3 separate regions of the Sus scrofa genome follow, and regions 2 and 3 are each linked to region 1. The links are chromatin contacts, called in public HiChIP or PLAC-seq and promoter capture Hi-C maps. All regions are on one chromosome and are shown on one strand. Each heading gives the region's core, a stretch centred on a gene start, on an enhancer-like site or on the middle of the called end of the contact. The rest is flanking DNA. Distances are from core to core; before and after follow the strand shown.

The links. Promoter capture Hi-C pulls out the DNA fragments that hold promoters and counts their contacts. HiChIP or PLAC-seq counts read pairs in DNA pulled down with a chosen protein or histone mark.
Region 2: a contact with region 1 is called in a promoter capture Hi-C map of fetal liver, with 2.2 times the contacts expected there. The contact joins the promoter of RAB40C here to the promoter of LUC7L in region 1. A contact is called at or near these places in 1 of 5 promoter capture datasets (fetal liver) and 1 of 2 datasets of contacts at active chromatin or transcription factors (alveolar macrophages).
Region 3: an H3K27ac HiChIP or PLAC-seq map of alveolar macrophages shows a contact between it and region 1. The contact joins the promoter of MCRIP2 here to the promoter of LUC7L in region 1. A contact is called at or near these places in 1 of 5 promoter capture datasets (fetal liver) and 1 of 2 datasets of contacts at active chromatin or transcription factors (alveolar macrophages).

What each region holds. Positions count from the first base shown.
Region 1 is chr3:41,440,565-41,443,713 of Sscrofa11.1, forward strand. LUC7L (putative RNA-binding protein Luc7-like 1) reads left to right here and starts at 1,563. Exons shown (of 10, transcript XM_013987737.2): 1 at 1,563-2,318; 2 at 3,144-3,149.
Region 2 is chr3:41,158,389-41,161,428 of Sscrofa11.1, forward strand. It overlaps RAB40C (ras-related protein Rab-40C), which reads right to left and starts at 1,713. Exons shown (of 6, transcript XM_021086911.1): 1 at 1,486-1,713. The coding sequence starts at 1,519.
Region 3 is chr3:41,131,860-41,135,053 of Sscrofa11.1, forward strand. It overlaps MCRIP2 (MAPK regulated corepressor interacting protein 2), which reads right to left and starts at 1,590. Exons shown (of 7, transcript XR_002342465.1): 1 at 1,474-1,590; 2 at 267-411. METTL26 (UPF0585 protein C16orf13 homolog) reads left to right here and starts at 2,387. Exons shown (of 6, transcript XM_021086912.1): 1 at 2,387-2,678; 2 at 2,838-3,000. The coding sequence starts at 2,482. TRNAG-CCC (a tRNA gene) reads left to right here and starts at 2,005; the gene lies at 2,005-2,075.

The DNA.
Region 1 (3,149 bases), core at 313-2,812:
GAAATTTGATAGAAAACCAGTTTTTCACCAATAAAATTAGGTGGGCCTGATACATGCTTTGAGGAGGAATTTAAAATAAGATTTTTTTATTATCTTAACGCTGGTGCATAAAAAACAAATTTATTTGAAGTGGAGGAGACAGAGGGAAACTTCAGATACAAAGGTGAAGTCCTGGCCAATGTCAACTGGAAAAAAAGACAAACCCCATGCAACCTGAGCGCTGTGAGTTCAGTTTTACTCAGGGCTTTCTGAGGACTGGAGCCCGGAAGACAGCCTCTCAGCTCTGAATTTGGAGGTGCTCTGAAGAGGAGTTCGGGACATCCGTGTATATATAAGGGGTACCTGCGGTCAAGTTCACACCTGGAAGAAGCTTGCTGCTGGTCCCGAGGAGCGGATATCTCCATTAGTTACTTTACAGCCTTTCGAGGAATGAGAATTGCAAGAAATTGGGCTCATAAAATTTTGTCTTGGAAATATCTAACTCTCTGAAGGCCTGTTCTGCCAGTTTTTCCCGGAACAGAGTGCCTCATTCCTGACCTCCACCCGGACTTCCTTCCAAGGGTGTTGAAGGTCAGCAGCTGCCCTGGCCAGTGACCTAATCCTGTCGGGTCAGTTGGCGAGTGACATTCTTTACTTGGCAGCAGGCTCAAGTTTCTTTTCAAAGAATTTTAAATTTTACTGAAATATAGTTGATGTACCATGTTGTGTTAATTTCTGCTGTCCAGCAAAGTGATTCTTTTATTATATATTCTTTTTCTTTTTTCTTTTTTTTTTTTTTAGTCTTTGTGTCTTTTTGGGCCGCACCCTTGGCATATGGAGGTTCCCAGGCTAGGGGTCCAATCAGAGCTGTAGCCGCCGGCCTATGCCAGAGCCACAGCAAGGCGGGATCTGAGCCACATCTGTGACCCACAGCATGGCTCACCGCAACGGGGGATCCTTAACCCACTGAGGGAGGCCAGGGATTGAACCCTTGTCCTCATGGATGCTAGTCAGGTTCATTGACTGCTCTGTCACGATGGGAACTCCCCCTTCTACTTACTCTTTTCCATTATGGTTTATCACAAGATACTGAATATAGTTTCCTGTACTATACCGTAGGGCCTTGTGTTTAAGGCTTTTGAAGATGGATGGCTCAAGGTGGATTTTTACCCCAAGATGTAAATCTTAGACAATTTTCATTTTTGACAACTCTCACTTGCTGTTTTATTTTTTGTCTTTCAGGGCGGCACCCATGGAAGTTCCCAGGCCAGGGGTTTAACTGGAGCTGCAGCTGCTGGCCTGCATCACAGCCACAGCAATGCTGCATCCAGACCGCATCCGACTGAGCCACACCCTCAGCCTTGCCACAGCTCATGGCAGCGCTGGATCCTTAACCCACTGAACAAGGTTGGGGATCAAACTCACATCCTCATGGACACTAGTTGGATCCTTAACCCCCTGACCCGCAACGGGAGCTCCTGAAATGGAGTTCTTGATATGAGGCAGGATTGTGCAGGATCCCATAGCAGTAAATCAGACATTCTGCAAGCTTTTGGGTGCGGAGGCACTGTAGTCAGGAAAAACAAATAGGCATCTGGATATGTGGGCAGTTCCAGAGGAAAGCATCACAGCCCCTACTGAAGGCTGTACTCAAGGCAGCACTTGTCAAGAGGTTCATTGTCTTTCTTAGATATGGCTAGAGCTGCAGCAGCTTCAGTGGATGGACGGTTGGGAGAGCAGAGGGGGACTGCCACAAAGCCCCAGTCACAGAACCTAACATTTATTCCGTGCTTGCTTGATTTAACTTTAACCAAAGTGCCCAGACAGACACCAATTTTCACAGGTAAAAAACTTAGTCTGATTGTAGCTAAAGTCTGAGAGGTTCACCGCTAGCAAGAACACACGGGATTTATTTTCCTGTTATGGATCTTCACTTCGTTGCTATTTAGTCTCATGTAAGTTGTGGGCCGCAGAGCCTCATCAGTGCTGGGGCTGTGACCCAAAAGCTTGCAGAATGTCTGATTCTGACTGCTTGAAGGTCCGCCCGAGCCCCAGGCTCCGCCCTCCAACTACATTTCCCAGCAGGCCACGAGCGGGCATCGACGCACTTTCTCCCGGCGTCCCCCGCGGCGGGAAGGAGCCGAGCTGGCTCGAGGCTGACGCGGCAAGCTTTCGTCGCCGCCGCCGCCGCCGCCGCCGCCGCTGCCGCCGTCGCCTCCTCTGCCTCCCCAGCTTGAGAGAAGCCTCGCGGCCGTCCCTGCCGCTCCCACCGGCCACCATGTCCGCCCAGGCGCAAATGCGGGCCCTGCTGGATCAGCTCATGGGCACCGCCCGGGACGGTGAGTCGGGGCGGCCGGTCAGGCTTGGGCTGGGGCAGGAGCGAAGCGAGGCCGCCGGGCGGCTTGCGCCTGCGCGGGCGCCCTCCCCTCCCCCGCGCGCCGGGCCTTTGTCTGGGCCGTTGCGCCTCTGCGGCGGCCGCCGCCGCGCTCTCCCCGCCGGCGTGAGTCCCCGGCGGGCTCCTCCGCCGGAGCCCGCGTCGTGGGTGGGGCGCCAGCCGCTCCCCTGTTGACCTTCTGCGATTTCTCCGCCCTCGGCGTCCTCCGCCGCCCCCGCCGCCCCTTGGGCGGGGAGTCGGCGAAGGGCTGCAGCCAGCGTGGGCTCAGATCGTTCGCGGCGGGCTGGCGGAGCGCCTCCACCCGCGGGAGCCGGAGAGGCCTGGTAACCCTGGGCGTTCTTGTTGTGTCCCACTGCAAGGGAAGCCGGAAATTGAGCTTTTCTAACGTGGGTCCATGCCGCGTGCTTTTCCAGCCCCCTTTGCCCAGCCACACAGGAGAGCCTCTGTTGAGCTAGCGCTTGGCAGTCGTTAGGTAGGTTGTGCTGTAGGGAGGAGCGCAAGATCTTGCCGGTTGTCTCAGGAGAAAGTGGTCGCATCTTTGCAAAACTATGTACCTGCTGTGGTGTGCGTTTTCTTTTCTACCGAAGTAATGCAGTTGTAAGTTCACACTGGCACATTCGCTAGGCCGTGCAGATTCCTTGCACTTTACTTCATAGGTGAATAAGTGCTTTTTAGCTTTCTTTGTATATTGAGTTGCTTTTGAATTGCTTCCCATATTTTTATTTCATACAAACTGAACAATTGTGGCCCCTCTATTTTATTTATAAAGGTTCAG
Region 2 (3,040 bases), core at 463-2,962, 280 kb before region 1:
GCTCACAGCAGTCAGGCAGGACTGACCAGACTCTGAGCGACAAAGCTACAGAGGAGGCGGAAGACCGGACTCCAAGGAGTAAAACTCCTCGCAAAGACGGCCCTTCCAGGAGCCCGACGGCCCCCCGGGGGACCCACGTCAACTGCGAGAAAAGAGAGGACCTCACACTGGTGCCAGAGACCTGTAGCTCTTGTGTGTTTTGGCTGCACGGCCAGAAACGTGGAAAGAACGTTTAACCCCGTCCGGATCGGGCGTTTTCGTCCAGCCCAAGGAAGGGATGCCTTGAGCCAACGGCCTGCTTTGAGGACGCCCAGCTGTGCACACCTGGCACACCTGGTGAGGCCCCGCGACCAAAGAAAAAGCCCTTCTTCCTCAGGAGTCCCTCGGCCAGATCTCTGCCCCCACGACGCCGCGGGCCCCAGAAGGGCCTCGACAAGCTCGAGCCGCAGCTCCCCCGCCCCGGCCCGAGACGCGAGGCGGACGGCAGGTCGCCGGGCGGAGCCAGGTGCGCGCGGCGGCCCGCCGGCCGGCCTTACCGTTGCTGTAGGCGTACGGAGACTCGGCTGCGCCGTCCTGCAGGCTCTCCAGGATCTCGCCCTTGCCCACGTCGCTGTCGCCCACCAGCAGGAACTTGAGCAGGTAGTCGTAGCTCTTGACTGGGCTGCCCTGCGTCCCCATCTTCGCTCACGCGCGCGCGGGCCGCACCCGCATGCCCACGGCGCCGCGGAGCCCGCTGGCGGAGGCCTCCGACCGACCTGCGTGCGCGGGCGCGGGTGAGCGAGGCCGGCGGACGGCAAGGCCGCTCCGCCCGCACCTGCTCCACCGCCCCCGCTTCGCTTCCCTTCGCCTCGCCTCAGCGCCGCCGCCGCCGCCCCGCAGCTTCCCGCACGGCGCCGAGCAGCCCCGCCACCCCGCCCCGCCCCGCGCGCCACCATTGGTCGTCCGCCGCACCCTTCCCGCGGCCATTGGCCGCTGCGCATATCCGTCAGCACTGCTAGCGCCCCTGCCCCCGCCCCCCCAGCTTCCCATACAGCGCTGCGAGACCTCGGGTCGTTCCTCCCCATCATTGCCCCGCCCCTACGCTGCTGCTGTACGTCGCACGCCGCCTCCCGCGCGGCCACTGGCCCGTGAGCACGTCCATCAAAGCTGCCCCGCCTCCATCGCTTCCCACTCAGTTCTGCGAAGACTCCAGTCGCCCCGCCCCGCCTTCACGCTGTTGCCATTGGCCCCTCGCCTCTCGCTTTCCGGGACCCTCTGATCCGCCTGCCTGTCCGTCAGCATTACGCCCCCCACCCCCCGCCGATTCCCGCAGAGCATCCGAGACTCACCGGCAAACCTGCCCACTGCCCCCGCAGCTCCTGGGCCCTAACACGCCCCCTCCGCTTCGCCATTGGCCACCGCAGCCGATCCTCCCAGAGCTACTGGACCACCTACACGTCGCTCATGGCCCTCTAAGCCCGCCCATCTTGCCCCCTATACGCTCACCAATCAGAAGCTTGGACCTCCAGGTTGTTTGCATACACCCCCTTACTTCCGCGGACTGAGCGGGACGGTGGCGGTCCCCGTTGTGAGGTGACGCGGGTGACTATGGCAGGGCTGAACCTCCTAGAAAGCTGCGGCCGCAGCTTCCGCAGAGACCCGGGCGCGTACAGTGCGGCCCCCCGGAAAGGCGCCCTCCCCACGGAGGGGGCGTGACGAGGGCGCAGTGAGACAAGATCCACCAATCGGCGCTCGGAGCGGCCGGGTAGACGGGACTTCCGTTCCCGCGCCGGGGGCGGGGCCGGGGGATGGTGAGGTGGGGGCGGGCGCCGGGTTTCTTGTGGGGAAGGTGGTGAGTGGGGGCGCGGGTGAGGGGCGGGGAGACGAGGCAGGGCGCGAGGGTAGGGACGGTGAAATGAGGCGGTGGCAGGAACTTGGAATTACCTGGGTCGGGGCGCAGGGGCAGCGAGGTGAGGCTTGGTTGCAGGCGGCGAGGCGGGGACTCCAGCGCAGCTCTGTCCCCGCCCCTCGCGTCTGCCCCGTTCCCTGGGCAAGTCTTGCAGGTGACAGCGCGGCTCTCAAGGCCGCTGCAGAAAGGGGGTCGGCCTGCATGTCGTCCTCTAGCCCCAGAGACGACGGCAGCACTGGCTGTGAGCCGCCCACCCTGGGAAGAGTCGGGGTCAGGCCAGGTGGGGCACCCAGGAGGGCCCAGGAAGAGGGTCCGGGGGAGCCTGTAGGAGGAAGTGACTTTGGGTTGTTTACAGAATGGATAGGTTATGAAAAGGTGTGAACAGTTGTGAAGATACAATTTTATTCTGCAAAATAGAAAGTAAAGCAAAATATACCCTCTTCACCCATTAGATTGGCAACATTACTTGTGGCACCTAGGATGTAGGGTGACAGCTCTCTGGCAGGGAGGTTGGACAACTTAGTAAGTAATTCCATATTTCATTTAGTCGGGAGAAGTTCTCAAAAACAAGCTCATGAATTTCACTGTTGGAGTTCCCACAGGGGGTTAAGAATCTGATTGCAGCTGCTTGGGTCTCTGGGGAGGAATGGGTTTGATCCCCAAACTGGCACAATGGGCGAAAGATCCCGCACTGCTGCAGCTCACAGCTGTGGCTCAGATTCAGTCCCTGGCCCAGGAACTTCCATGTGCCACAGGTGTGGCCATAAAATTTTTTTGGATTAAAAAATAAAGAATTTCACTCTAGGAGTTCCCCTTGCGGCACAGCGGAAAAGAATCCGACTAGGATCCATGAGGTTGTGGGTTCGATCCCTGGCCTTGCTCAGTGGGTTAAGGATCCGGTGTTGCCGTGAGCTGTGGTGTAGGTCACAGGCATGGCTCAGATCCTGCATTGCTGTGGCTCCTATTCAGCCACTAGCCTGGGAACCTCCATATGCTGTGGGTATCGCCCTAAGAAGAAAAAAAAAAAAAAACAAAGCTTGTGCGTGACTGTTCACAGCGTCATTAATCACAATAGCCAAGAAGTGGAAACAACCCAAATATCCACCAACAGATCAACTGATAAACAAAAGGCGGGTCTACCCACACAATGCG
Region 3 (3,194 bases), core at 340-2,839, 310 kb before region 1:
TCGGGAGGTGAGTGCGCCTAGGGGAGAGGGCACTTCCGGCGCCCAGGACGATCCTCAGGAGACACACCCCCAGGAGGTGCCACTGAGCACAGCCCGGGTGCGGGGCACCTCCAGGCCCAATGTTCAGCGTCCCTCGGGAGAGACCTGGACCCACCCAGAGTCTGACACACATTCAGGACTTTGCAGAAAATGTGTGCTCACACGTGTGCCCTTGGCTCACACATGCTCACAAGCATGTGTTCACGCACACGCTCCCAGAGCCTCACCCCTTGGCCGTGTCCAGCTGCTCCCGTCCCAGGCTCTGAGCTCCGTGAGTGTGGAAGGTGTGCGTCAGGTCACACAGTGTCCAGTCCAGAGCGATGCCTCCAGGGTGACGAGGGTGGCGGGCAGAGGGCCACCTGAGGTCCAGGGCTGGTAAATGGAAGACACTGCTGGGCCTTTGCCCACTTCCTCAAGCAGCCCACACAACATGGGGGAAGCAAGGAAATCTGTGGGTCTCAGGCCCCTCCCCTCCTCTTTTTTTTTTGGTTCTTTTTAGGGCCATACCCATCTCATTATGGAGGTTCCCAGGCTAGGGGTCGAAGTGGAGCTGCAGCTGCCAGCCTACACCACAGCCACAGCCGTACGGGATCCGAGCCGAGTCTGCGACCCACACGGCACGGCAGCTCACCCTTAACCCGGTGAGCAAGGGCAGCGATCGACCCTGCACCCTCGTGGTTACCCACTGAGCAAGACAGGAACTCTGCTCCTCTCAATCTCATCACTCGGGAAGTCTCCAGAATTTTCAAAGCGCTGTCCCAGGAGCCAGGACAAAGGCCGAATAGCTAATTCGTACTCTATGACAATATCACAGCATGGCCCATGCCCAAGAGTGCCATGTGAAGCCCCCAGGAAATCTGGTGCCTCCTGAGGGGGCGAGGAGGGCTGGGGGACCTGGGTGCTGAGGCCTCAGGTGACCACGGGTCATCAGCAGTGGGCAGGGAGTCACACCGAGGGATACCTCGTCTCCACCTTGAGACAGACAAGGTGCTCGGCCAACACACGGGAGGCGAGGCGGAGGGTGAGGAAAGGGTCTGGAGAGCTCAGTGCCCTGAAGCGGGAAAGCCGGAAAAAGGGCCTTAAGGAGAAAGGCCAAAGGCGCGGTCCGGAGGCCTGGAAGCCCGCCCACTGGGCGGAACCGTCCCCGGAGGTGCGTCCAGACCGGCCACCCCCACAGCGCGTCACCTCCCTGAGCTGCAAGATCCTTCTCCCGGTCGGACCACGCTCACAGGCCCCTGTCGCCACCCTGCACGCCCCCCTGACAGCAACCCGAGGCTCACGGCCCATCCCGGGGGCCGTCCACAGAGCGCTCGCCGGAGCGACGGCGGCTGCGGCGAGGCGGGGGTCTCGTGCGAGAAAAAACGCCCAGCAAGGGAGAGGAGCTACGCCGACGGCGGGGCATGGCCTTCCGCCTGTCAACAGCCTGCTTGAGACCTGGGCCCCGAGAAGCCGAGCAGCGAAGCATCTTTGGACACAACAAGTCGGCCTCCCCCTTGACTCAGAGGTCGCCGGCCCCTCGCAGCATCGGCGAAAAACCCTGGGCGCGCGCGGGTCACCTCAGCGTCACAGACCCTGGAGCCGCGCAAGCTCAGTTCCTTCAGGTCGGGCCCGCCCCGTCCAGAGCCCCACCCACCCGTGAGCCCTGCCAAGCACAGACCCGCCCACCCACGAAGCCCCGCCCTCACAACTTCCGGAATGCCTCAGTTGCCATGGTTTTCAAGGCGCGAACGCCGCTCCAGGCGTCCATAAAACCTCAGCCCCACTCCGTCTCCTTGAGGGCCGGGTGCCCAAACGGTACCGCGAGATCCCCGGTCAAGCCCGGTGTTCCTGCTCCTGCTGCGGGCGCGGCGGAGGCGCGTGCACTCTGATGTCTCTGCGCGAGCGGAGCCGGCTCGGCGGGGTGAAGGGGGGGAGGGGATTTGCGTCACAATCTCCTAAGTCTCTGGGAGAAACCTTTAAGCAACAGCGCCGCTGGTGTAGTGGTATCATGCAAGATTCCCATTCTTGCGACCCGGGTTCGATTCCCGGGCGGCGCAGGCTTTTCTTTCTCCGGTGTTTTTTTCCCACCATCTCAAAAAATGGACTCTGATCCTAAAAAGATTAATGAAGAAGAGAAGGAAAAAAAAAAAAAAGACGAGAGAGAAGCATCCATTCTGGTGCGACACGAACAAGACAATTTTGGAACAATGAGCTCTATGAAAATGCTAGGACAGCCACGGCCAGAGGGTGCTGAGCTTTTGGGCTCCTGCAAAGCAATGACCCAAACTCTAGCCCAGACCCTCACCAGAAGCCCCCGCGCGCTGCGCGCCCTTTAAGGCGCGACGCCTGTGCTCATTTTCCCGGGGTGGGGCGGGCGGCGGCTGCGCGGCGGGCGGGTCTCAGACGCGCCCAGCGGCGCGGGACTGCATCGTCACTAGGGCCCCAGGCCGCAGGACTGAAACCATGCTGGTGGCGGCGGCCGCCGAGCGGAACAAGGAGCCCATCCTTCACGTGCTGCGGCAGTATGTGGACCCGACTCAGCGCGGCGTCCGCGTGCTCGAGGTGGCCTCGGGCTCCGGCCAGCATGCAGCCCACTTCGCGCGGGCTTTCCCGCACGCCGAGTGGCAGCCGTCAGACGTGGATCAGCGCTGCCTGGACAGGTGTGGCGGGAAGGCGGGACCCCGGGGGTGAAAGTGGGCCCCGTCCCGCTGCCATGGTTCGCATGCCTTTGTGATTCCTCCAAGCATCTCCTGAGTGGGGGTGCAGGGGCTCAGAAAGGCTGCCCAGGCCACTGCCACCCACGGGCTGCCCTTCTGCAGTATCTCGGCCACGGCTCTGGCCCAGGGCCTAACCAACGTGAAGGCCCCGCTGTACCTGGACGTGACCTGGGATTGGGAGCAGTGGGGTGGGATCCTGCCGCGATCACTGGACCTGCTGCTCTGCATCAACATGATCCACATCAGCCCCCTGAGCTGCACCGAGGTCTGTGGGGCTGTGGGCACACAACCTAGGGGCCACCTGCCGAAGCGATGTGCTGGGAGGGAGCTAGGTGCCAGGTTGGCACGTATGGGAGGCAGGCCATTCGGGCCGGGAGCGGGTGCGGGGAGGTCAGGCTGAGTCTCCAGCCCTGAGCCCAGGGCTCCTGGAGGATCCCGGGGACAGCTCCTCACTGCTGT